4 separate regions of the Mus musculus genome follow, and regions 2, 3 and 4 are each linked to region 1. The links are chromatin contacts, called in public HiChIP or PLAC-seq and promoter capture Hi-C maps. All regions are on one chromosome and are shown on one strand. The core of a region is the stretch at or near the end of the contact, and the rest is flanking DNA. Distances in the headings are between cores, read along the strand shown.

Region 1 (5,677 bases), core at 1,379-3,878:
ATTTGCAGGGCAGTCAGGGTGCTTTAGCACTGACCTTTGCCAGGTAGATACAATTTAGGGCTGGAAAAATCTGGAAAGGCGAAAGGAGGGCCAAAATACAGACTGATCCTCAGATCTGAAGTACCTGTCAGAACAGAAGCTCATGTAGGTTCCAGAACGGCCTTCAGGATAAAAATCAGTAATACCCAGGCACCGCTGTGGGCAAGGCTGCGTGGGGACTCAAGAGAGGGAGGGGGAAGAAGAAAAACTTGTTATAGACTAGGCTGGCCTCGAACTCACAGACAACCATCTGCGTCTACTTCTGCTCGGCAAGCATTCCTGGCTAATGTTTCCTTTTATCTTTATGCAGGATTATATTCCAACTTGATCTACTATCTGGAATTTATTTAATAGCAACTAAGTGAACATAAAACTTGAATATAATTAGCTTTAAGCATTTCTGAGTTTACTTTCAAAGAATCATTCATTACACATTTAAAAGATTGTTGACACCAGAAATTCCTTTTTTTTTTTTTTTTTTTTGGTTTTTTTGAGACAGGGTTTCTCTGTGTAGCCCTTGGCTGTCCTGGAACTCACTCTGTAGGCCAGGCTGGCCTCAAACTCAGAAATCCGCCTGCCTCTGCCTCCCAAGTGCTGGGATTTAAGACGTGGGCCACCACCACCTGGCTCAGAAATTCCTAAAACACTACTCTCTATATATTTTTATCTTCTTCTAGTCAGTGTTAAATAATCTATTACGTTTTTAAAGGTAGATTATATTTTGTGCAATTATTAAACTTGTGGTATCTCACTTGTAATCCCTAATGTTAAAGCCTTTATATTTTAATTTGTGTAGACATAACAAGTAGAGGTCATATTCTTTTTTTAAACATACCATAAAGCAAATTTAACACTTTTATTATTACCCCTTTACGTTTTTTTGTTCTGAGACATGTTCATAAGCAGCCCAACCTTGTCAGCAACTCACTATGTAGCTGAGGGTGACCTTAAACTTTGGACTCCCCTGCCTCCACGCCACAAGTACTGGTATTTTACACCTTGTCCCACCCCACCCCACCCACTCACTCCCCAAGAACCCTAGAGCATCACCCCAGCTCTTCTACCTTTCTTTGATGCTGAGGATCCAATCCAGGACTTTGTACAAGCACCGTACCAACTGAGCCACACACCCCAACTTCTTAGCATATTATTTCCAAAACTGGCTTGATAATGCATATTTTAAAAGTTAGGCATAGAGTTTGCCCATAATAACCTTGTTTGAGAATTTGCCATGCCCGGTGGTTTGCTGTTTTTCGACCTCTGCCCCAGTAAACGTTCACCAAAACTCTAGAATCCACCCATTGTATTGCTCTGTCCACGCTACATATTAAAAAAATGTTAAGGAGACGGCTCAGTGGGTAAGAGCACTGACTGCTCTTCCGAAGGTCCTGAGTTCAAACCCCAGCAAGCACATGGTGGCTCACAACCACCAGTAATGAGATCTGATGCCCTCTTCTGGTGTGTCTGAAGACAGCTACATTGTACTTATGTATAATAATAAATAAATTTTTTTTTTTAATGTTAAAGCTCAGAGGCTAAATAAACAGACTGGGGACATACGGCATCCAATTTTCAGGTCCTGTACTGAAACACACGCAACATAACTAGCTGTAACACCTATTTTTCTCAAATGACTGATAAAATAAATGTCCCTTTGCTGTGTCGGTAGCTCAGGCCTGTAATCGTAACACCAGAGAAGAGGGTTGGAATCAAGAAGATGGTTAGCGATAGGGTAGCTTGGGTTATAGAAGGATATATCTGAAAAAAAATTGAGTTTACATACATACTTTTAGAATACATAAATTCAATGCTCCCTATCTCAGCCAAGTTATTCACAATAAATCACCTCACTGTCTCGGCCTGCCTCCGTCAGAAGTGACTCAGCAGAGTAACGGGGCGGTAGGCACCCCCAGAGAAGGTCCGCAGATGAAGAGTACCCGGTAGGCAAACTTCTCCAGAGCACGTCCGGAAGCCTAATTCCGAGGGCCAGAAATCCTGGCTGGGGTCTGTTCCTAACTCCGCCCAGCTTGCCTCGGCTTCCTCTGGAGAGGCCCTAGGGCTCCTAGCTCCGACTGGTTGCAGCCGGTGTAGACCGGGTCGGGGCAGGTAGAGTAGCTCATCTCCCAACTCTTCCTGGAAGAAGCCGGGCCTGCTTGGGAGGGGGTTGGGGGTTGGGGGGAATAAACCTACTTCCTGGAGCTGGGGGAGGAGATGTTGACCTCTGAATCCACTCGGGACTCCGAACGGGAATCTCCCAGAGCAGTGTGCCTTTGCCTCCAAAATCCAGGTTCAACGCCCGTTTCCCGCTTAGGGCTATAGGAATACTGCCTATTCCTAGCCGCGAACATGCCTCTCCAATGCTTCCCAAACTCAAGGAAACTCAAAGAGGCAGTCCCGCAACTCTTCTTGCACGCGTGAGCCCCAACACAAATAGTAAGGCAGCACAGACTCTACACACCAGTGGGACAGCAACGACTGGTCAGAAAATGGGTTTGCTCACCAATCTGGAATCCGTGCCTGGATCAGTGCCGAGGACTTGCAGCCAAGGAGACGGCTCCTTCCAGTACTAAAGCCGGACTCCAGGAAAAAGGGGCGGGCCTGGCGGAGGAGGCGGGGCTGACCCCTGTGCTGGCTGGGACCAAACCCCGGGTCAGAAATGCGAAGATGCCCTAGACAAGTCTATGGAACAGTCTTTAAGAACATCATCATTAGAGACTTAGGCTTTCTACCGTATGCAAGTGTTTAATACACCTGTTCTCACTATCAATATATTGAAATGTCTAAAGAATAAAAGGTCTAGCCATACAATTAAAAGGTGACTGCATTTGATGGATTACAAAAATCTGCCAACTTTAAATTACCTGTGTGTATCTCTAATTTTAACGCATGGAACCAAAAGACTACTTTTATACTGAAGTACTTATACATTTACATATGCAAACTGAACTGGACTGGAACTGGACTGTAAGGGTTTTGGGTTTTTTGTTTGTTTGTTTGTTTTTAAGATTTATTTATTTATTTTATGTATATAAGTACACTGTTGCTGTCTTCAGACACATCAGAAAAGGGCATCGAATTCCTATTACAGATGGTTGTGAGCCACCATGTGATTGCTGGGAATTGAACTGAACTACTCAGGAAAAGCAGTCGGTGCTCTTAACCACTGAGCCACCTCTCTAACCCCTAGACTGTAAGTTATTAAAGGCAGGGCTACTGTGAAAAGAAAAGAATGCCAAACTTCCTGGTTTGGGAGACTGACAACCCAACTGATCTCAGAAGATGGGGGGAGGGGGAAAGACTTTGGGGAGGAGCTGGGGGTGGAGTAGGAAGTGGCTCAGCAGTAAATTGTTTGCCTTACCTGCATGAGCCTGTGAACTGGGCTGACTCACAATTGTAATTCAGCATTAGGAGACTGAGGCAGGAGGATTACTCATAAATTTAAACCAGCCTGGGCTACAGAGTGTTTTTGCCTCGAAAAACTTAAAACACAAAATGAAAAGTCAAGTCAGGAATAGATGTTTGGAGTGAGGATGGGAAAACATGGTGCAAGCATTCCTTTTTTTTTTTTTTTTTTTTTCTGGTTTTTCAAGACAGGGTTTCTCTGTAGCCCTGGCTGTCCTGGAACTCACTTTGTAGACCAGCCTGGCCTCAAACTCAGAAATCCGCCTGCCTCTGCCTCCCAAGTGCTAGGATTAAAGGTGTGTGCCACCACGCCTGGCTGGTGCAAGCATTCTTAAGAATCATAGAAAAACAGAGCAGAGAAGATGGGACGCTCAATGTCTAACATACAAGGGTAAGGTTTATTTGGTTTTGAGACAGGGTGATGTGACATGCATATTTCTCCCAGGCTGATTTCAAACTTGCTGTGTAGCTGAGAATGGTCCAGATTCTGCTTCTGTGGTGGTGGCGGTATTGCAAGCGTGCATCCCCTTGCCCCAGCTGATCCAGTGTTGAGCATTGAACCCAGGCTTTGTGCGTCCGGGCAAACACTCTGCCAATGGGATTAGCTCCTAAAAGAGATTTATAGACAGCACAAATAGGTGGCACCATCATATGGAGGAAGAATTTGGTAAGATCTCAAAGACAGGGAATGTGGGATGAGAGGATCTCTGAATGTGTGGTTCTTCAAGATTTCTGTGTTCTTACACTCCTTTGATTACTCCAGACTTGGTTGTTCTGTTACACAAAATTGCTATGGAGCCTGAGTTTGCCTGCTGGTATCATGGTTGGGGGTTCTCTGGATTGTCTCTTTAAATTCCAAATCAGTTCTCAGAATTGTAACTTTGTTTGTTTGGTTTGTTTGTTTGGACAAGGTTTCTTTGTATAACTGCCCTGGCTGCCCTAGAATGCCTTTGTAGACCAGGCTGGCCTTGAACTCAGAGATCTGCCTGCCTCTGCATTCCTGATTGCTCGGATTAAAGGAATAAACCACCATGCTTGTTGAATTGTAGCGTCTCTTCTCTTCTGTTCCATTATCCTTGAAGGAAATCATGGGGCTTTGCTCCTGAGTCATGCATACAACTCTTAGCCTTGAAGAATTGAGCCAGCCAGGAAGTCTGAGTAAGAATAAACAGAGGTAGCTGCTGTAGAGGTACAGGAGGTTGAGAAGTCTAGAACTCATTGAAACCTATTTAGCACAATAGCACAAGTAGCTGGATGATTCAGACTAGGGCAGAAGTCAACTCATGACCCCGCAGAGAAGATTTTTAAAGCCCTGCTCCCTTGTGCTATGGAGTGAGTGAAATTTATCCCTTATAGGCTTATAACCTACAGGGAGGTAAATGACCTATTCCAAGACCTGCAGTGTGAACTGAAGGTGGACCCTTTCCTTATTCTCTTTGCACTCAAACTCTCTTCAGTCTCCACAGGGCCAGGAGTCCCCTTCTCCTTGGAGAACATGACTTTGCTCTCTCTATGAAGAACATGAGCTCTGCCTGCCTTTCACCTTGTTTTGTACCATGTGTCCCCAGACCTCTGTCTCCTACTTCCCTCTTTAGTTCACTGCAGGGCAGAGGCTAGAGATGTATTCTAGCACCTCTCCAATTCATTTAGTTGTCCCTAAAGAAAACAGGAACAGGGGATGGAGTAATAAAGCAGGCTACTCCAAGTGTGTTTGCAGATCAGCCTGCTGGTCAGGAAACTATTACATCAGGTGTGGGAGGGGGAGGGGGGAGAGGGCGGCTGGAGAGATGGCTCAGAGGTTAAGAGCACTGATTGGTCTTCCAGAAATGTCCTGAGTTCAATTCCCAGAAACCACATGGTGGCTCCTAACCATCTGTAATGGGATGTGATGCACTCTTCTTGTATGTCTGAAGACAGCTACAGAGTACTGATATATAAATAAAACATTTTTTAAAAAAGAAACTATTACATTTATATTGTTACAGCTACATAGTTAATTAAGAAGCTTATATGCTGGTATCAGACAGAACTGGCTTCTAGCCTACTTCATTGAAGCTACTCCAAGGATCCACACGTGTTGACTTATGCCTGTGATGCCAGCACTTGGGTGGCTGAGTCAGAAGGACTGCTGGGAATTTGAGACAGCACGGGCTTTCAGAGTGAGGCCCTATCTCAGAAAACAAATAGACAGATAAAGAAATAAAACTATTTTTCTGGAGCCAAATTTTGCCTTTCA
Region 2 (5,677 bases), core at 1,637-4,136, 1.3 Mb before region 1:
CGCTACGGCTACTGCCTTTGCCTGGGAGCTGCTGCCCGGGCTCTGGCCCCTCCTGGCTCCCCTTTTTTTCCATCCAATCAGTACCACCAGCCCTGACCAGACTTTTCTTTCCTACCTAACCTTTGCGTTTTATTATTTTAGAACTTGCTAGCTAGGCACAATTGCTGGGTGCAGATTTCTCCTGCCTGGAAAGGCATGTCCTTTCCAACTTATATCTCCATTTCTTCTCCTACCCTGAACTTAGTTGCTTGTACCCCACTAACCTCCTTGGCCATCTGCCTGTAGAGAAGGCCACCGGCCCTAGCTCTCCCAGAGGCCTTCATGATTGCAGAGTCCTCTTACCTTCAAAGCATAGCTAAAAAAGCCCCTCTCCTTCCTTGTGTCTGCCTTTTCCTCCTGGGACCTGGAAGTCCCACTTGTACCTTCTGCCCAGCAATTGGGCCCTGGCCTTCTTTATTGACAAATGAAGAACCAATTAGGAAACTAGAGATTAGAATCAGAACCTCCCGTTACAAAGACCCGCCTGCTTCTACCTCAATTCTTTTTAAAAGTAAATCACAGAAATTAGGGGTTGGGAAGATGACTCAGTAGTTAAGAGTGTTTGTTGTTCTTCCAGGGGACCCAGGTTCTATGCCAGGACCCATACTGGGTTGCTCACAACCACCTGTAACTTCACCTCCAATAGTAGCTAATGCTGTTGGCTCTGTGGGCACCTGCACTCATATGCACACACCCACACCCATACACCAAATATTTGTAAAAATGCTAAAAAAAAAACCATAAGAAATTAGAAAGATCACTCTTTTTCTTCAATTATCTTCATTGTAGGGGAACTCTGCTCCTTACCTAGGAGAATGGCTGACAAAGAACTTGGGCAGACAGGCCGTGCTGGGTCCCCTCTCATCTACTATAGTCAGACCACACCCCTTTGTCTAACCCCATTTCTGTGTAGCTCTCCAGTCTTCATTAACTTAAGCATACAACAGTTTTCCTTTGTGTCTTCCCTTTGGAATGTCTGTGCCATGTAAAACCTCTATTACTTAGACTTGCTATGCCATTTCCATCTCCCTGTGCAGCCAGGGAGAGTCTTAATCTTTCAGATGTGCCATTCTTAGTTCCAGATTTACAGGTGTATAACCAAGCTCATTTAAACCTGACTGTGGTTTTAAGAGCGCCAGCCACGAACTGGTGATAGGCATCACATTTTGAACATCTAGAGCTAGAACGGACCAGACAGTGATGTATGGTTGGGTAGAATTGGTCACTAAAGCTTTTCTCAACCTTATTTATGTATGTAGTCTTTTGGACGACCCAAGACAATTGTGTGTCTAAGCTGGAGAGATAGCTCAGCCAATAAGAGTACTTGAGGCTCTTACATAGGACAGGAATCCTATTTTTAGCACCCACATTGGATACCTCAGAGTGGCCAATAACCACAGTTTGAGGGCATCTGACACCTTCTGATATCCATAGGTCTTTGCACATGCATGTGCACACATTCATGCACACACACATATACATAAATAAATAAAAACATCTAAAAGATTTCCAAGTTGTTGGGCTGGGGTATGGCTTAGTGGCAGAATACTTGTCTAGCGTGTTTGAGGGTTTGGGTTTGATCCTTAACGCTGTGCCTTTTCAGCCAACTAATGGGGCAGTCAATGAACACCTATAACTTCAACACTCAGGTGTCTGAGACAGGAAGATTTTGAGTTTGAGGCCTGGGTTACACAATGAGTCCCTATCTCAAAAACACAGAAACAGGGTCAAAGATGTAGCTCCGTTGAAGATGTTGACCAGTGTGCATAGGAGCCTGAGTTCGATTTCCAGCACCAGCATAAAGTAGGTTTGGTGGCACACAACTGTTATCTCAGCCGTTGGGTGGCAGAAGCAAGAACAGACATTCAAGACCATCCTTGGCTGAACAGTGAGTTCAGGGCCTCCCTGAATGACATGAAACCCCGCTCAAACTCTTTGTGTTCTTTTGTCAGGCTCAGATGGCTCTGCTAATATCGGGTCCAAGATGAGCAAATCAAACTCTAACATAAAAACAAAGTTTTCACAACCAGAACTCAGGAATCAACCTTTATGTAGTGATTTTCCACTCTAACACTCACTATGTAGTTCATCATGGTCTCCAATTGGTGATTTTCCTACCTCAATATGTATCACCATATCTAGCTACTGCAGCATTTCAAATCCTCACACTCACCAATTTCGGAGACGGGATTGAAGGCATTACGCAGGAACCACAGCCAATCTCCATTAAAACGGACAAACCAGTACTTATTCTAACTCATGGCTGAGCTATCCTCCAGGAATCCAAAGAAGAACAACGCAGTCCAGTAGGAAGAAATAGCAATAAACGAAGCCAGAGGCTAAACCTGGAAAATATCAGAGGATGCCCCGCCCAGCCCGCCTAGACACAAAGCCCTGCCTTGGGCCTAGGCAGTCTTGGGTCTGAGGCAGAACATTCCAAACTTTACAGGCCTCCGCCCAGCGTTGGGGCTCAGCAGCTTTGACGGCTTAGGCTATGCCTTTAACACCCCTGCCTTCCACCCCCACCCCCTTCTCTGATCACTAGATAGATAAATGAAATTTTCAGTGGTTTGCCTTTTGCTGTGAAGAACACAGGCCTGAAAGAAGCCCACCAGGAAAATGGGGGAAAAGGAGCACAAACTCAGAAAAGAGGTGCCTCTGGGCAGGACTGTCTTACTCGCAGATCCCGGGGCGGAGCCTTCGAAAGAGCCCCCTTTGGACATTCCGCCCCCTTGCTCGGCCTCCTCCTTTTCCCACCGCGGAAGATGCCAACTCCCGCCCGGCTGAGTCACGGCCTGAACTAGGGGAGGAGGCGGGGAAAGGCAGCCCCAGCCCAGATCGCAGCCATCGGTCTCAGGGAGAGCAGGCCCGGTGGTCAGAGATCATGGGGGAGAGCGCACTGGAGCCCGGACCTGTGCCTGAGACGCCCGCAGGGGGTCCGGTGCACGCAGTCACCGTGGTGACCTTGCTGGAGAAATTGGCCACCATGCTGGAGGCTCTGCGGGAGCGGCAAGGCGGCCTGGCTGAGAGGCAGGGCGGCCTGGCGGGCTCCGTGCGTCGCATACAGAGTGGCCTGGGTGCGCTGAGTCGCAGCCACGACACCACCAGCAACACACTGACGCAGCTGCTGGCCAAGGCGGAGCGCGTGGGCTCGCACGCCGACGCAGCCCAGGAGCGGGCCGTGCGTCGCGCTGCTCAGGTGCAGCGGTTGGAGGCCAACCACGGGCTGCTGGTGGCGCGCGGGAAGCTGCACGTCCTGCTCTTCAAGGTCAGTGACCTCAGGCATCCCTCTCCCGCCCCCAACCCTCGCCTCTAGGTTACCACCGAGGGAAGGACTCCTGCCACCCACCCGTCCGCATCTCCACATTCCTGACCCAGCGTGCTGCCCTCACTTGTGGAAGACTCTCAGAGCCGCACCCACTTTCTCACAACAGCGACCTTATCCCTTTCTCACTCCCAGCCTGGCCAACCCACGCCCTCCCTAACTCAGGCCAGTCTGCGGATTTGGTCAGTCGCACCCACATGGAACTAACTGTTAGGTGTTACTCTGCCTCCTCCAAGCGCCTATACAGCTGTTACACTCTACACGGTTTCATCCACTTTGCAAACTTGCAAGGTCCACTTTCCCCCTCTTTGCTCATCTCTCTGCTCCTCCATCCTCCCCATCCCCCATCTTCCCATTCCTCTATTTTGGCCCCAATTCCTAGTGCAGATGCAAAGGGTGGAGTAGCTTCCCTTGGCGGGCGGGCAAGAGAGTTTCAGGCTGGTCCTGGCTAAGTGCCAGGGTCAAATCAGAGAATCAAAAGCTGTGTCATCACATTTAGGAGGAGACTGAAATTCCAGCCCGCGCCTTCCAGAAAGTCCCAGAGCTCTTGGGTCCGGAGGACCAGTTGGTGCTGGGCCCAGATCAGCCAGAGGATGAAGTTGGAGAGAGTTCTGAAGAGGAGCCAGTGGAGTCCAGGGCTCAGCGGCTGCGCCGCACTGGTTTACAGAAAGTTCAAAGCCTGAAAAGGGCTCTTTCCAGTCGTAAAGCAGCACAGCCCACACCAGTCAAGCCGCCACGCGTAGGGCCTGTCCGGAGCTCTGAAGGCCCATCAGAAGGCCAGCCTGCAGCTCAGCCTGAAATGGAGTCCGAGCTCGAGACTGCCCTGGAGCCAGAACCTCCTCAACCTACCAAGGAAGATCCTGAGAAACCCGTGCTTCAAATAGAGAGCGCAGCCTGATCCCTGGGGCTGCCTGTCCCATTCGGTGCTTAAGCCTTGTCCCAAAATAAGTACTTATAGAGTGCAGCACTTACATCCAAATAAGGAGAGAATCCTGCATCCACTGCCCAGCTCCAAAGCTTCCTTCCTGGCTTTCCAGTCTGAACCCTGTGTCCTCTGACAGAGGAGCTTTCAGCCTAATTTAGGTTCACCACCAATAAAAGCAATTTTCTCTAACCCAGACTCAATGAGAAAGGGCGAGCGACAATGCGCATGGCTTGGGGAAGGAATGGGCTGAATGACAAACGTTCTCACTTTTCACCGAATCCTGGGTCCTCCATTGGCACGGAGAAATATTGGCCACTTACTGCTTAAATACATTCCTCTTGGGGACACATAAGTACAACTTTGGGGCCCGGCCTGGGGCGGGGCAGTATGCAGTTCTTTGAAGAAAACGCCCTAGTTAATGTCAGCTAATGCACTCTTCCTACTTCTGGTGTCTGACACTCACAGACAGCTCACACCATTGGGTTGGGGTGCATTTAGAAAGCAATCCAAAAACAGCCCTTGGTCTACTTTCCTTCTGCCAACAAAACAAAACAAAGCACACAAAGCACTCATTGTTTTCAAAACCAAATGAGTAATCTGATAGGTTGAGAGAATCCAGGCCTCCTAGAATCGAGCATCTCTCACAATGAGTGTGACGAACTGACTGTGTCTTCATGTCAATGCATAAAATAAAAAAAAAATAGGACCTCCATGTTTTTTAGATCTTGTTAGGGTTTGAATCTGAAAGGTTCCCTGAAGGCTCATTGTTGGGAGCTTGCTAGCTTTCTGTGTGTGTGTATGTGTGTGTGTGTGTGTTAGAATGGCTTGTGATCTAATCAATGGAGTATGCCCTTGATTTATCCATAGTATGTCAGTCTTATTGGGAGACAGAGAAAAGAAGGAGGTTAGACTTAGTTGGAGAAAGCAGACAGATGGATGCTATGCCTGCTGCCACAATCTGCCTCATTTCAGGCCAAAAGCCGGCACCCATTTTAAAAATTTAAAAACCAATCTTCTCAGTAGTTAGTATAGCATGCAGAATTAATTTCCCACTTGATGCATAATAGAGAAACTGCAGTGTTAATTCCCCGTTGAGGGGACATGTCATGTCAGTCTCATGGACTTTCAAATATTCTGGAATGTTTGATGTTCACCACCATTTATGTGGGCACTCCCATATCCAGCACAAGCGCAGTCATCATAAATACCAGTGGGCACGGTGTGTGTGTGTGTGTGTGTGTGTGTGTGTGTGTGATGGATTAGCTACTACCTTCTTAGGAAAGGGGTCTGCGTGTAAGCCCAGCTGCTTGAAGTCGGCCAAGCTTCTCACTCCTTGGCCAGGTAGGGCAGAAGCACAGCTGGTTGCTCATGATGTCTTACTACGGGTG
Region 3 (5,677 bases), core at 1,315-3,814, 1.3 Mb after region 1:
TTTTTCCCCAGTCTGCTTTTATACCATTCTAGGTACATGCAAAGAATAGGGTCAGGTCTCAGATCAAAGGCAAAGTAACCAAACAAGGTAATAAACAAAGAATCAAACAAGGCAGGAAGCAAAGCCCAGTGGTCTTTCCAGGGCTTATCAGGATGACCAAGATAAAAGGAATGCCACACATTCCTAGGCTGAGTTTCCTTGAACTTTGTTTTAGCCCAAATGTAAATATTGTTATCTGAGCCTACTTCCATGTCCTAGCCTAATGACAAATTCCTGCCAAATTTCTAGAAGAGGCCCCAACATTTCTCCACAAACATAACAATGGGTATCAGTGGGTGAAGGGCATTAGAGAAGCACTTCTGTAGAGGCAGGATCCTCATAGTTCCATGATTGACTCTTGTTTAAGATATATGTTTACTCCATACAAATCTACATACAAGTGTTCTCATCTTCCCAAAGGGACCCATTCAGTCTTTGATTAGTGACTGGTAAACAGCCTGATAGCCTATTGTTTCAAGCTTTCTCCAGGATGCTATATTTAATATTCAGTCACCTGAGAGAAATCCCCCAAAACATTTAGATCCATCCTATAAAACTCTGATGATATCTTTGAAAAGTTTGGATGTGTTCAAAGCAAAATTGGAGCCTCAGCAACCTACATAGAATTAATGAAAATCTTAACACCTAGCTTTCCTTTCAATTGCACTTTCAAGTGTAAATTCTACCTTTTAATCTTTCTTTAAAATAGTTCTTGTATCATGAAAATGTTAATGAATAAATTTAATGAAAAATATCTTGGTACCAATTTCTGTGACCTGTAGAAATCTAACTTTAAGAGCTACATTTTATCTGAAAGTCACTAATGCCATGACATTAAAAAAATAAATTAATTAACAGTAACAACACAGGGTTTAAAGCTATTTCTCGGGTACTTTCTGGAATGTAGGAACATACTATGAATTACATTTTTACTTAATAACAATCAAAATGAGAACAAAAACAAAGAAAAAATACTACATACTTCTGTTCCCTCTTTCCTCATCTAAGAGTTACCACCTCACAAAAGAGTGTTGGCTTGTCCTCTTATTTCTCCCAGATTCAATCTATTTTGATTACGGATCTGACATGTTGCCCTTCTGCACAAAAGACTTTTAAATTTATCTAGGGTTCAACTTCTTTTTTATACTCCTAACCCAGTTCAATCATTTCATCCAAAACTCTCACTTAATATTTACGAAATAGCTACCATGTATACTGTTAATTTGATTTCCTTTGTGGTATAAATATTGTACATTACATAAATACTTTATAAATATTAATTGAAAGGAAATAAATCTCAAATTTTGTCAATTCTTTAAAGCCTGATTTAACTGTTCAATCACATAAATGTTTTATTTAAACCTCTTTTAAAATGTTAGTTATGCCTCCTTAAATCATATCAGACTCTCAGCTGTTTCTTGTACAATTACTGCAAATGTTCTCAACCCGATTATAAGTTTTATACATCATAGAAATTCAAAGCCTCACTACAGAGCTTCTAATGACCATGATGCTGAGCACAGCAGGTGCTAGAAAGTACCTATTTGCAGATAACAAATTATTTACATTCTTATCTGTGTGAGTCCTTATCTCACACATAGGTTAACCAACTTTCCCAAGACCTTCTCCCGGATTTGCCGAGTCTTTATACAGTACACAATGGGGTTCATCAGGGGTGGCACCAACAAGAACATATCTGCAATAAGGATTACAAGTAGGGGACTTTTGTGTTTGGCAAAGCGATGTATGGCAGCCAGGGTGATGATGGGCACATAGAAGATGAGCACAGCACAGATGTGGGAGACACAGGTATTTAGAGCCTTAAGCCTTTCTGCTAGAGATGCAATACTGAGAACTGTCTTCAAGATCAGCACATAAGACATAAGAATCAAGGCAAAGTCCAGCATGGTACAGAGAGCCACAAAGAAGCCATAGATGAAATTGATCTTGTTATCAGAGCAGGCCAGTTTCATGACATCTTGATGAAGGCAGTATGAGTGAGAGAGGAGATTCTTGTGACAGTATTTCAGTTTCCTTAGTGTGAAAGGGAATGGAAGCACCAAAACTGTGCTCCTGAAGGCTAAAATTAGCCCTATTTTAGCAACTCTGCGGCCATTGAGGATAGAACTGTATCTTAAAGGGTTGTGAATGGCAAGAAAGCGGTCCAAAGACATAATCAGAAGCACAGAGGACTCCATGACAGTGAAGCCATGGATAAAGAACTCTTGGGCAAAACAGGCATTGGGTGAGATTGCCATGGCATTGAAAAAGAAGATTTTAAGCATGGTAGGAAGAGAAGAGAAGGACAAGCCCATATCAGAGACAGCCAACATGGTAAGGAAATAGTACATGGGCTCGTGAAGAGAGGGTTCTGTCTTGATGACAAAAATGATAATGCAGTTACCCATGATGGCAATAAGGTACATGAGGAAGATAGGGATGGAGATCCACTCGTGGGCATATTCCAGTCCTGGTATCCCAATTAGAAGAAAATACATGACCTCGGAGTTGTTGAAAACAGACATGTGCAGGAATAGGAACTGTATGTGAAATCATGTAACAAAAAAGCAATCATTCTTTTTGGTGATATTCAACTTTACATGAATGAGATAAATACTTTGCAACAAAATATATTTAGTGTATACAATCAGTATATTTTTCCAAAGATACTCTAAGTCCTTTATCAGTTAACATCTTCCAAAATGGCAAAAGGCAATTCTAACTACCTTTCTTTTTTATATTTTATTTTTATTTTCTATTTATATTTTTTTATTATTAGAATTTTCTTTATTTACATTTCAAATTTTATTGACGGCAATTCAACTATTTTTGTTGGATCAGTTAAAAGATTCCCAAAAGTCTTTGCACTACTTTCCCCCACACAACCTTAAGCAACTTCCATGTTGTCTTTACAACAAATCTCTGAATTTCATAGAAGACAGTCTGAAATTATAATCTATAATTATAACTAAAATGCTCAGAGATCACTAAAAATAATTTGGAAAACAGTAACTGCTAGAAAGCAAGTATGAGTAATTAATGGCTTAATCTTAAGAGGTAAGTTTTCATTATGTACATTTTTATTTATCTATATTATCAATAATTATATATAATTTTATAAAAATGAAAATAATGAAGGTTGTTCAAGTATCTATACCACTTCTTTGATTGGTCTTAATTGATTTTCTTTGTTTATAAGCCTGGTTTTATATCAGTAAGGTTTTCATGTTGCAGAGACTTGTGAAGAATCAAACACATATCTAAATATGTCACATTACAAATAATTTTAAATGTTAACATCATTTACTAGAAACACTAGGTTCTAACACAATGTGAGAAATTAACCCTGAAAAGTTGTTTGTTTGTTTGTTTGTTTGTTTCCTCACCCTTGTGGTCAGGTATTGAATCAGAAGAAGTTTCCTAGTTTACACAGTTAAGGTTTTCATCTTATTATTTCAGAAGCAATTTGTACAGTGTAATGATTTATGCATTATGATAAATATACTCCCCTTACCAGATAGACCTTACTGGATTAGTTTATTCTGATCAGTATTGAATAAATAAATTGAATAAAAATATCCAAATTTGGAAACGAATCCAAAACATGAAACTTCCCTTTAAAATATAATTATTAAAGATGCACCCACATAATAAACCTGGTTGTATTCTTGGGGGTCAATATCAACAAGTCCATCATTTGATTTTCAGATTCAATATATAATTTTGCAATTTAAATTTTTTGATTCAAGATAATCTAGTATTGGATGACTCTAAATATATCCAAAGTAACACAAATATAATATATTTAACATAAATTGTCCTATATTTAAAACTCTATTTGAATAAATATATAAGTTAATGAAAATTATGAAACAAATTTGAAATTATAAAATATCCAAATTTGTAGTAATGATAAAGAACCAAGGAAAAGCCGGAACTATAAAGACATGTTAGTTAAATTTCATTTAATAATTGCTTTTGCTTCAGAATTATTAGAGAATATTTTTACAGACCCCACAACATTAGATTAAGAAGCATTAATATAATAGTTGGTACTTGGAGCTGTGAGAATAAATGAGATCGTCAAGGAGGGAAAATATACAAAATACAAATTTGAATCTCACAAAACTTTAGGAGCTGCAAGATTGCTGAAAGTGTCATGTACTGTTGTAAGAAGAATGATTTGAGAAGGCAATACATAAGCAAGCATTGATCCAAGTTCTTAGAATATTTGTAGCTAAGATAAGAAACATGACCTCAAAAGACTTTATGAACATCTGTACATAATGCTCAGCCAGGCAACTTACCCTCTGCAAATCTAAGGCATCAAATGCCTTCTACTCTTTCCTTGAATATTGTAAATAAGAATTTCTGCCTCAGACTTATTTTAGACCATGTGGTGTTGTCTCTAGCAAAATTTAAATAACCAACAGGAGCAGCTGTTTTCACAAATAATCCAAGAAAAAATGGCTAGTGTTTTCTTTGTGGCATCACATGCCAAACTGAAAAGGTAGTGCTGTTTTTATTGATCATAAAGGTCACTTTCATTTGAAATTTTATCAATTAAATGAGTGCTATGAATGTCAGAATATTAGCCTGGTACTTAACCTTGCTGTTTAATCATCAGACCATTCAGAACCCACCCACACGTGCACGGGCACACGAGCGTACATACACAAACATAAATACATAATACATACATACATACACAAACATAAATACATACACACACAAACACACTTGCACACATACATGAACCTGTCAAACACACTTACTCAAATATCCCCACACATGCACAGTCCAAAGTTGCTTCCCCTTCCTATCCATAATTGCTTATTCCAACATACGCTTTAATTTTACTTAACAATTTTACTTAAGAAAGCTTTCATTTTAAGCTCTCCATGGGGTGTTCAGCTCCTTGTCCTTACCAGAACCAGAAGCACACTCCCCTGAAAGGCAAGAACAAGAGTCCTCTGCTTTGCCCTCAACCTTATCTCGATCAGTCTCTTCTGTTTGCTCTGGAGTACAGACCTCTGGGAGTTAAGGGAAGTCTCCTGGGTATTCTGACTGTACGTTTATAAAGAACATGGTGCATCTGTGAGTTAACTCCTCAGCACCCAGGTCTCAGCAGGAGCCAGAGACAGGTTACCAACCTGATGACCACATCTGTGAGAGGTAAACAGTGGAAATCAAAATGAAGCTTGAAATGTGATGTTCACATAAGTCTGGAAGCAGAATTAGAATAATGGACTTGGTTTAATCAAATATTCTAATTCCAATTCCAAGCCATCCTTCTGGACTTTCCTTAAGAATAGTTTCATCATTTGTAAAATAATGAGTAACACCTAAGGATCAAACACTTCTGAAACCACTTTACAAGACCTGAGTGATTTTTTCCCCTGTAATCCACAAAACTGTTAGTAAACAGTAGGTGCATGTAATTTGCGGTCCTATGTCACATTTCTAGCCAGACATCTCAAAATTACATCCATCTTGCACTACATGCTATACTCATGATAAGGTATTTGATGGACACTCTCTGTGCTTCCACCATAGTTTTCTAGTGTTTTTATCAATCCTATAGTAGTTTGTGTTGAAAAAAGAAAAGTCACTACAAACTATGAAGCTATAATGAAGA
Region 4 (5,677 bases), core at 2,357-4,856, 1.2 Mb before region 1:
ATAAGAGTCTTCGCACATTCCTTCTAGGTTAGTGTTTCCTAGAAATCTTAGATCTCTCTCTTTCATTTCCATCTTCCACACATGTTCTGGCTGATCTTGGTCACCCACAGAATTATTTTGCTATCTAGTAATTCTCATGAACTTCCTTGAGCTTTAGTCATCCTTAGGACTGACTAACTGCATACTAGATCCCACTTTGACACCTTAACTGTCATACTGTGTTAGCCACTGTTCTAAGGCTGTGAAGAGACTCCATCACTAGGCCAACTCTTATAAATGATTTGCCAGGTATGGTTTAATGCCTCCACTCACTTGGGAGACGGCAGAGGCAGAGGCAGAGGCAGAGGCAGAGGCAGAGGCAGAGGCAGAGGCAGAGGCAGAGGCAGAGGCAGAGGCAGAGGCAGAGGCAGAGGCAGAGGCAGAGGCAGAGGCATTTTTTCGAGTTCAAGGCCAAGCCTGGTCTACAGAGTGAATTCCCAGACAGCTAGGGCTGTTACACAGAGAAACCCTGTCTTAAAACTCCAAACCAAACCAAACCAAACCAACTAACCACCACCACCACCACCACCACCACCACCACCAAAAAAGCATTCAATTGGGGGCTTCTTTACAGTTTTAGAAGTTTGGTCCATGGTCAGGAGCATGGTGCCAGTAATGCCATAATGGCAGGTATGTTGCAGGAGTAGTTGTTGAGAGTTATATCCTTACCCATAGGCAGGGGTCGAGGGGGGAAGAGAGAGTGCAAGCCTAGGGCTTTTGAAGCCTCAAGGCCTACCCATAGTGATACAACAAGGCCACACCTTCCAATCTTTCTAATCATTTCAAAGAGTTCCACACCCTGGTGACTAAGCATTCAAATATATGAGCCTATGGGGGCCATTCTTATTCAAACCACCGCAGTCCCCTTCAACCCAGTGTATCAGCACCTTTATCTTCTCCCACCTACTCTTCTCCCCCACCCCAAACGCCCATTTCTGTCCTCTCAGCCAAACACCTGGGACCAATATTTAGTATTATGTAATTCAGATATTTTAAAAAATGACTGCAAATTTTTTGATGTTTGTCACTTGTGACTATCAGCAAATAGAGCATACTAAGCGTGATGTTTTGTGACATCTAAGGTTAGACTATCAAAGATGTTGCTACTTTCTGGGTAGCTTGGTATGCATATTGTGATTGCTGCCTCTCAGGATCCTGCTCTCTTTGATCCTGTCTATCACACTGTGAGAAACTTGAGAAGTCTGAGCTGAGTTCAGCCTTTCACTTGTTCCAGCCCAGCACTGTACATGCAATTGAAGAAGCCTTTAGGTGATTCTAATGATGGCTCAAGCCACTCCCACATTTGAATTTCCTAGATGCTCATGGGATAGAAATAAACCACTTCTGCTGCATCTCATTGGAATCACAGAATAACAAGCCGTCTGCTTTATGCCACTAATTTGGAGTGATTTGTTACTTAGTACTGTGGTTTGAGTCTTAAAGGTACCCCACAGGCTATGTTCTGAGGTCTTGGTCAATAGGTTCTGGCACAATTGGGGGATGGTAAAACTTTTAGGAAGGGGCAGGTAGCATGCCAATGAGGTATGCCCTTGAGAATGTTGGGGTTCTAACATTTTTCTATCTTACCCTTTACTTCTAGGATGGCACGAGGTAAACAGCCTCCGCTGCCATATACTCTGTGGCATGATCTACTTCCTCACCACTGTTCCAAAGGCAAGCATGGCAGAAATTTCTGAATCAAGATAAACTTTTTTTTTTTCTGTTATTAATCTCATTTTGGAACAGTGATGGACAGCTGACTAATACAGCCAACATAGTAACTACCACTATCACTGGAACAACAGTAATAGAGAAATCTATAGTTTGATATATTTTCACAAATTGAACTTACCCAGCTCAGTACTTGGCTCAAGAAGCAGAACTATTATAAGCTTGAGGAGTCACTCTTCTTCTTTCTAGTCACTGTCACTCCCACCTCTCATAACAATGCCTCAGCTCTGGAAATTTGTGAGTATGCCCTTGAGTGGTGTGTGTGTGTGTGTGTGTGTGCTTGTGGAGGCCTGAGACTGATGGAAGGAATCACACTTGTTTGTTCTTCCATCTGATTTAATGAGACAGGTTCTCTCAATAAAACAGAGTCACCTTTCAAGGACAGATCCCGGTGGATCACAACACCCACCCGGTATTTATGTAGATTCTGGGGAATTTGAACTCTGGCTGTCACGTTTGCTCAGCCAGTGCTTTAACCAGGATGGTATCTCTCTGGTTCCCTTTGATGGTTTTTAATTTATACAGGATGTCAATATTTAATCCTTTCCCTTCCCTTTACCCAAGTCTCAAACCCTTCCCAGTGTCCACAAACTCCCTTTTCTACATCCTTTTGATCCTATTTTGGGCTTTGCTTTTGAATGACCATTTGCAAAGGTGCCCTGTCCACCTGACTATGTATAAAATTCCAAGACTATAATATAAACTAACACGGTCAACTAGTCCCGCAGTATTATATATTCCGTTTTCATTCTCATCTGATCTTTGCTTTGCATGCTCCCAGCTCCAGGTGTTCTCCGGGTCTTGACCATTCTGCCTTGCCTTGGGATAGCTAATTCTTTAGGGTGAAATTTTTATTTCTTTCTTCTTTATGGATACTTTTAATTTGAACCAGTTTTAGAATCACAGAAAAGTCACAAAAACAACACACAAAGCTGTAAACTCCTTACCCATGCCCCCCTGTCATCCATCATATTATGTAATCACAGAATGATCACAATCAGGTAACACTGATAGAATCAACTACAGATTTTATCGGAAACTGCTAATTCTCTTAGTGTTTCTCACTCTTGTTTCAGCCAGCATTTCTCCCTGAAGCCATCTCTCAGCTCTTTCATCCTCTATGAACAGGGATCATGCTAAGTGCTGCTTCTAGACGCTTTTCCTTTCGCAGCCCTAAGACTGAGACAGGTTCTAACGGATCAGGAATCCAGGCTGTCATGTAGGAACTTATTCCACGTTCTACGAGGTCACGGAAGCTTCGGGAGAGCTAGGAAGAGGCGGTCTTCACGGGTAGGAAGGTAGAATCCAACCGGCGTGCATAAGTCTGGTGGAAACAAACTAGCTTGGTAGCAAACAGCCTGGTCTAGGAGAGCTTTCTACAGCCCTGCCCACAGACTGGCCCTTGGCCTATCCTTTAGGAAAAGCCCTGCCCACTTGACGCTATAAGCACCGCCCAGGGCCTGTGTTCCCGCCCCCTCGTCCTCGCCCTCTATCTCTCCCAGTGCCTTCCAAAGCCTACTCTTTCCTAGCCTCAGAAGCTTGTCCCTCCCTTAGAGCAGCCTTCTGCCCTCCGGTTCGAATTTCTCTCCTCTGTCCCCGCCTCTTCTCAGTCGTCCCCTATAAAACGCCAGAATCCTCAGAAGGGCGGAGTCTGCGGGTCGAGGGGGCGGGGCCTGAGAGTGTGGAGCCGCTCCTTTCTTGGAATGCGGACGGAGACCCCGCCCCTGCGCTCGGCCGTTGCCAGGAAACGGGCGTCGACGCTCTGGCTGGGGCCTGGCCGGACCAATGAGCTGGCACGCCGCTGCCCAGCCGTGCGTCACTGGGCGGTTGCGTGAGGTGCGCGGGGGCGCGGGCTGCGTGTGGCGCGGGGCGGGGCGCGGCTGGTTCGCCTGAGGAGCGATGGCGGCGGCCTGAACTCACCTAGCCCGGCCGCCGACAGGCCCGGGCAGGGCGGCGTGGTGCAAGTGAAAGAGACGCGTGGGCCGCGGCGCGCGCAGAGGCGCAAGGTGCCGAGGGGATTCGGGATGACGGCACCGGGTTTGGAATTGAAGGGACAGGGTGAAGGGTTGGCAGGTGGTGAGGGGCTGCGAACATCTGAGGTAGGGGGGCAGGGGACAGCCTAGGTGCTGTGCACCAGGAAGAAGCCCGCTGGAGGGGATCCTGGGCCCAGCTCCGAAGGGCCCAGTTGAAGGAACTCATAACCACCGTTTGCAAAGGGTGTGGGTTCGCTGAGCTTGGAAAGGTGAGGGACGTCCTGGGACAAGAGTTGAGGGGGTAAGGCCTGTGCGGGGATGGGGAGCGTTAAAGGCCAAGGCGGGAACCAGCGGGGGATGGCTGTGCCTTGGTGTAGCAGTTGAAAGCAGGGCAGAGGAGGAAAGGGGCTTGAGGGTTATGAGACTTGCATGAGAGCTGAGGTTGGTTGTGGGGCCTCCTTGGATGCCCTGTCCAGGGAGAGCAATAGTTTACGATCAAGTAAAGTACAGGCGCAAGTGTTGTGCACTTGGCCGCCCTGTGCCCATAGATATGTTAGAGAGTGAGAGAGGAGGAAAAAAAAAAAAACCCCAGAACCACAATAACAAACCCCAAACACCACACACAAAACAGCATCATAAGCAACAGTAACTGTGATAAGGAAAATGTTTGAGGTTTAGTCATCTACAGAGTAATAATGGAACCACAGTTTCCTCAGGTTCTGCTTTTGTAAGGCAGACTTTAAAATGAGGCCATCAGGAAGTTTGTTTTTGTGTTTTGAGAGGTGGAGAGAGAGAACTACCCATATTTTCTCTCTGCCTGCTTCTGGGCACCCTTACTACATTCCTCCTTCCCTGTTGCTGTCATCTGTATTGGACGAGCAGTTGCTTTCATGGAAGTCACATGGCTTGTTATATGCAGCACTGTGTTTAGGTTTGCTCTTCTTAGGAGTTTGAAAAGCAGGAACAAAAAACCCATGACTTTGTGGAAGCAAATTTTTGTACAGTAAATGCTTATACTTTAAGTGTACATGTTTTGACATATGTGCATATTTGTGAAATCAAGATGCCAAACACTTAGACCACCTGAAAAGTTTTCTCTATTTTACAGCTCATATTTCCCTCTGTATCCTATAATTAAGTTCATTTTATTTGTATTTTATAAGTCCATCTCCTTATCCACACAGACATGAATTTGGGGAAGTTAGTCTCACTAGTGATATGATCCATTCTCTGGATCTTCTCTCTGATCTGACAGTCGGCTATGTAGTTGAGGTGTCTTGAACCTCCTTTAACCATAACAGTATTTAGGTCTTTCTATGAAGACTATCCCTAGAGAATTTGAGGCAGCCTCAGTTTATATTCTGTTAAAGAATCTCAGCTTCAGAGCTAGTTATTTTATCTTGTGGTATATTTTCTTCTCTCTGGAGACCAAAGAGGCCTTCTTCATAATGATATGTCTGGCCAGATAATCAGAACTTTTGAGGACCGACAAGCATAACAGGTTGTAGTAGTGGTTCCCAAACACTGACCTGTGGATCCAGTCCATGGTAGCGTTCATCTGTATAAGACAGGATGAAAGAACTAAAAATAAAGTTATATCCTGGGGGAGTGGCTCAGTGGGAGAGTGCCCTTCCATATTCAAAACTATAAGTTTGATCCCAACACTGCCAAAAGAGGGGCAGGGGTAACTTATTCTAATATTATTGTTCTTTTTTGGTGTTAAGGTGCTCTTTGCTCTTTCACTGGAGAAATAATTAGTGGTAAAGTACATGGTAGGTTTAAAGAAAATGATGAAAATAAAAAGTTGATCACCTTTTTAAAAAATAAATATTTTACTGGTTTATGAAATCCTGACATTCAGAATGATAGTGGTGTGTGTGTTGTTTTAGGTTGAAGAACCATGTACTTATATAGTAATTTTATGTAACTTTAGA

Evidence for each region. Promoter capture Hi-C pulls out the DNA fragments that hold promoters and counts their contacts. HiChIP or PLAC-seq counts read pairs in DNA pulled down with a chosen protein or histone mark. Capture Hi-C pulls out chosen DNA fragments and counts their contacts.
Region 2: a contact with region 1 is called in a promoter capture Hi-C map of adipose tissue, with 5 times the contacts expected there. The contact joins the promoter of Cavin3 here to the promoter of Trim6 in region 1. A contact is called at or near these places in 7 of 39 promoter capture datasets (the 3T3-L1 cell line, 3T3-L1-derived adipocytes, cranial neural crest and 4 more), 1 of 484 Hi-C or Micro-C datasets (embryonic stem cells), 4 of 115 datasets of contacts at active chromatin or transcription factors (astrocytes, embryonic stem cells and stem cell-derived neural progenitor cells) and 1 of 9 other capture datasets (adipose tissue).
Region 3: a FOXA1 HiChIP or PLAC-seq map of pancreatic cancer cells shows a contact between it and region 1. The contact joins the promoter of Olfr576 here to the promoter of Trim6 in region 1. A contact is called at or near these places in 7 of 39 promoter capture datasets (the 3T3-L1 cell line, 3T3-L1-derived adipocytes, the HPC-7 cell line and 4 more) and 1 of 115 datasets of contacts at active chromatin or transcription factors (pancreatic cancer cells).
Region 4: a contact with region 1 is called in a promoter capture Hi-C map of embryonic stem cells, with 4 times the contacts expected there. The contact joins the promoter of Fam160a2 here to the promoter of Trim6 in region 1. A contact is called at or near these places in 15 of 39 promoter capture datasets (the 3T3-L1 cell line, 3T3-L1-derived adipocytes, the HPC-7 cell line and 10 more), 1 of 484 Hi-C or Micro-C datasets (embryonic stem cells), 2 of 115 datasets of contacts at active chromatin or transcription factors (embryonic stem cells and epiblast stem cells) and 4 of 9 other capture datasets (adipose tissue, embryonic stem cells, liver and 1 more).

The regions. Positions count from the first base shown.
Region 1 is chr7:104,215,746-104,221,422 of GRCm38.p6, reverse strand. It overlaps Trim6 (tripartite motif-containing 6), which reads right to left and starts at 2,628. Exons shown (of 8, transcript NM_001013616.2): 1 at 2,540-2,628.
Region 2 is chr7:105,479,406-105,485,082 of GRCm38.p6, reverse strand. It overlaps Cavin3 (caveolae associated 3), which reads left to right and starts at 2,886. Exons shown (of 2, transcript NM_028444.1): 1 at 2,886-3,307; 2 at 3,864-4,467. The coding sequence starts at 2,924. The coding sequence ends at 4,262. It overlaps Gm36847 (a long non-coding RNA gene), which reads right to left and starts at 2,284. Exons shown (of 3, transcript XR_378395.4): 1 at 2,213-2,284.
Region 3 is chr7:102,961,989-102,967,665 of GRCm38.p6, reverse strand. It overlaps Olfr576 (olfactory receptor 576), which reads right to left and starts at 2,564. Exons shown (of 1, transcript NM_001001805.2): 1 at 1,626-2,564. The coding sequence starts at 2,564. The coding sequence ends at 1,626.
Region 4 is chr7:105,397,983-105,403,659 of GRCm38.p6, reverse strand. Fam160a2 (family with sequence similarity 160, member A2) reads left to right here and starts at 3,606. Exons shown (of 12, transcript NM_199009.3): 1 at 3,606-3,776. It also overlaps a transcript of Cnga4 not described here.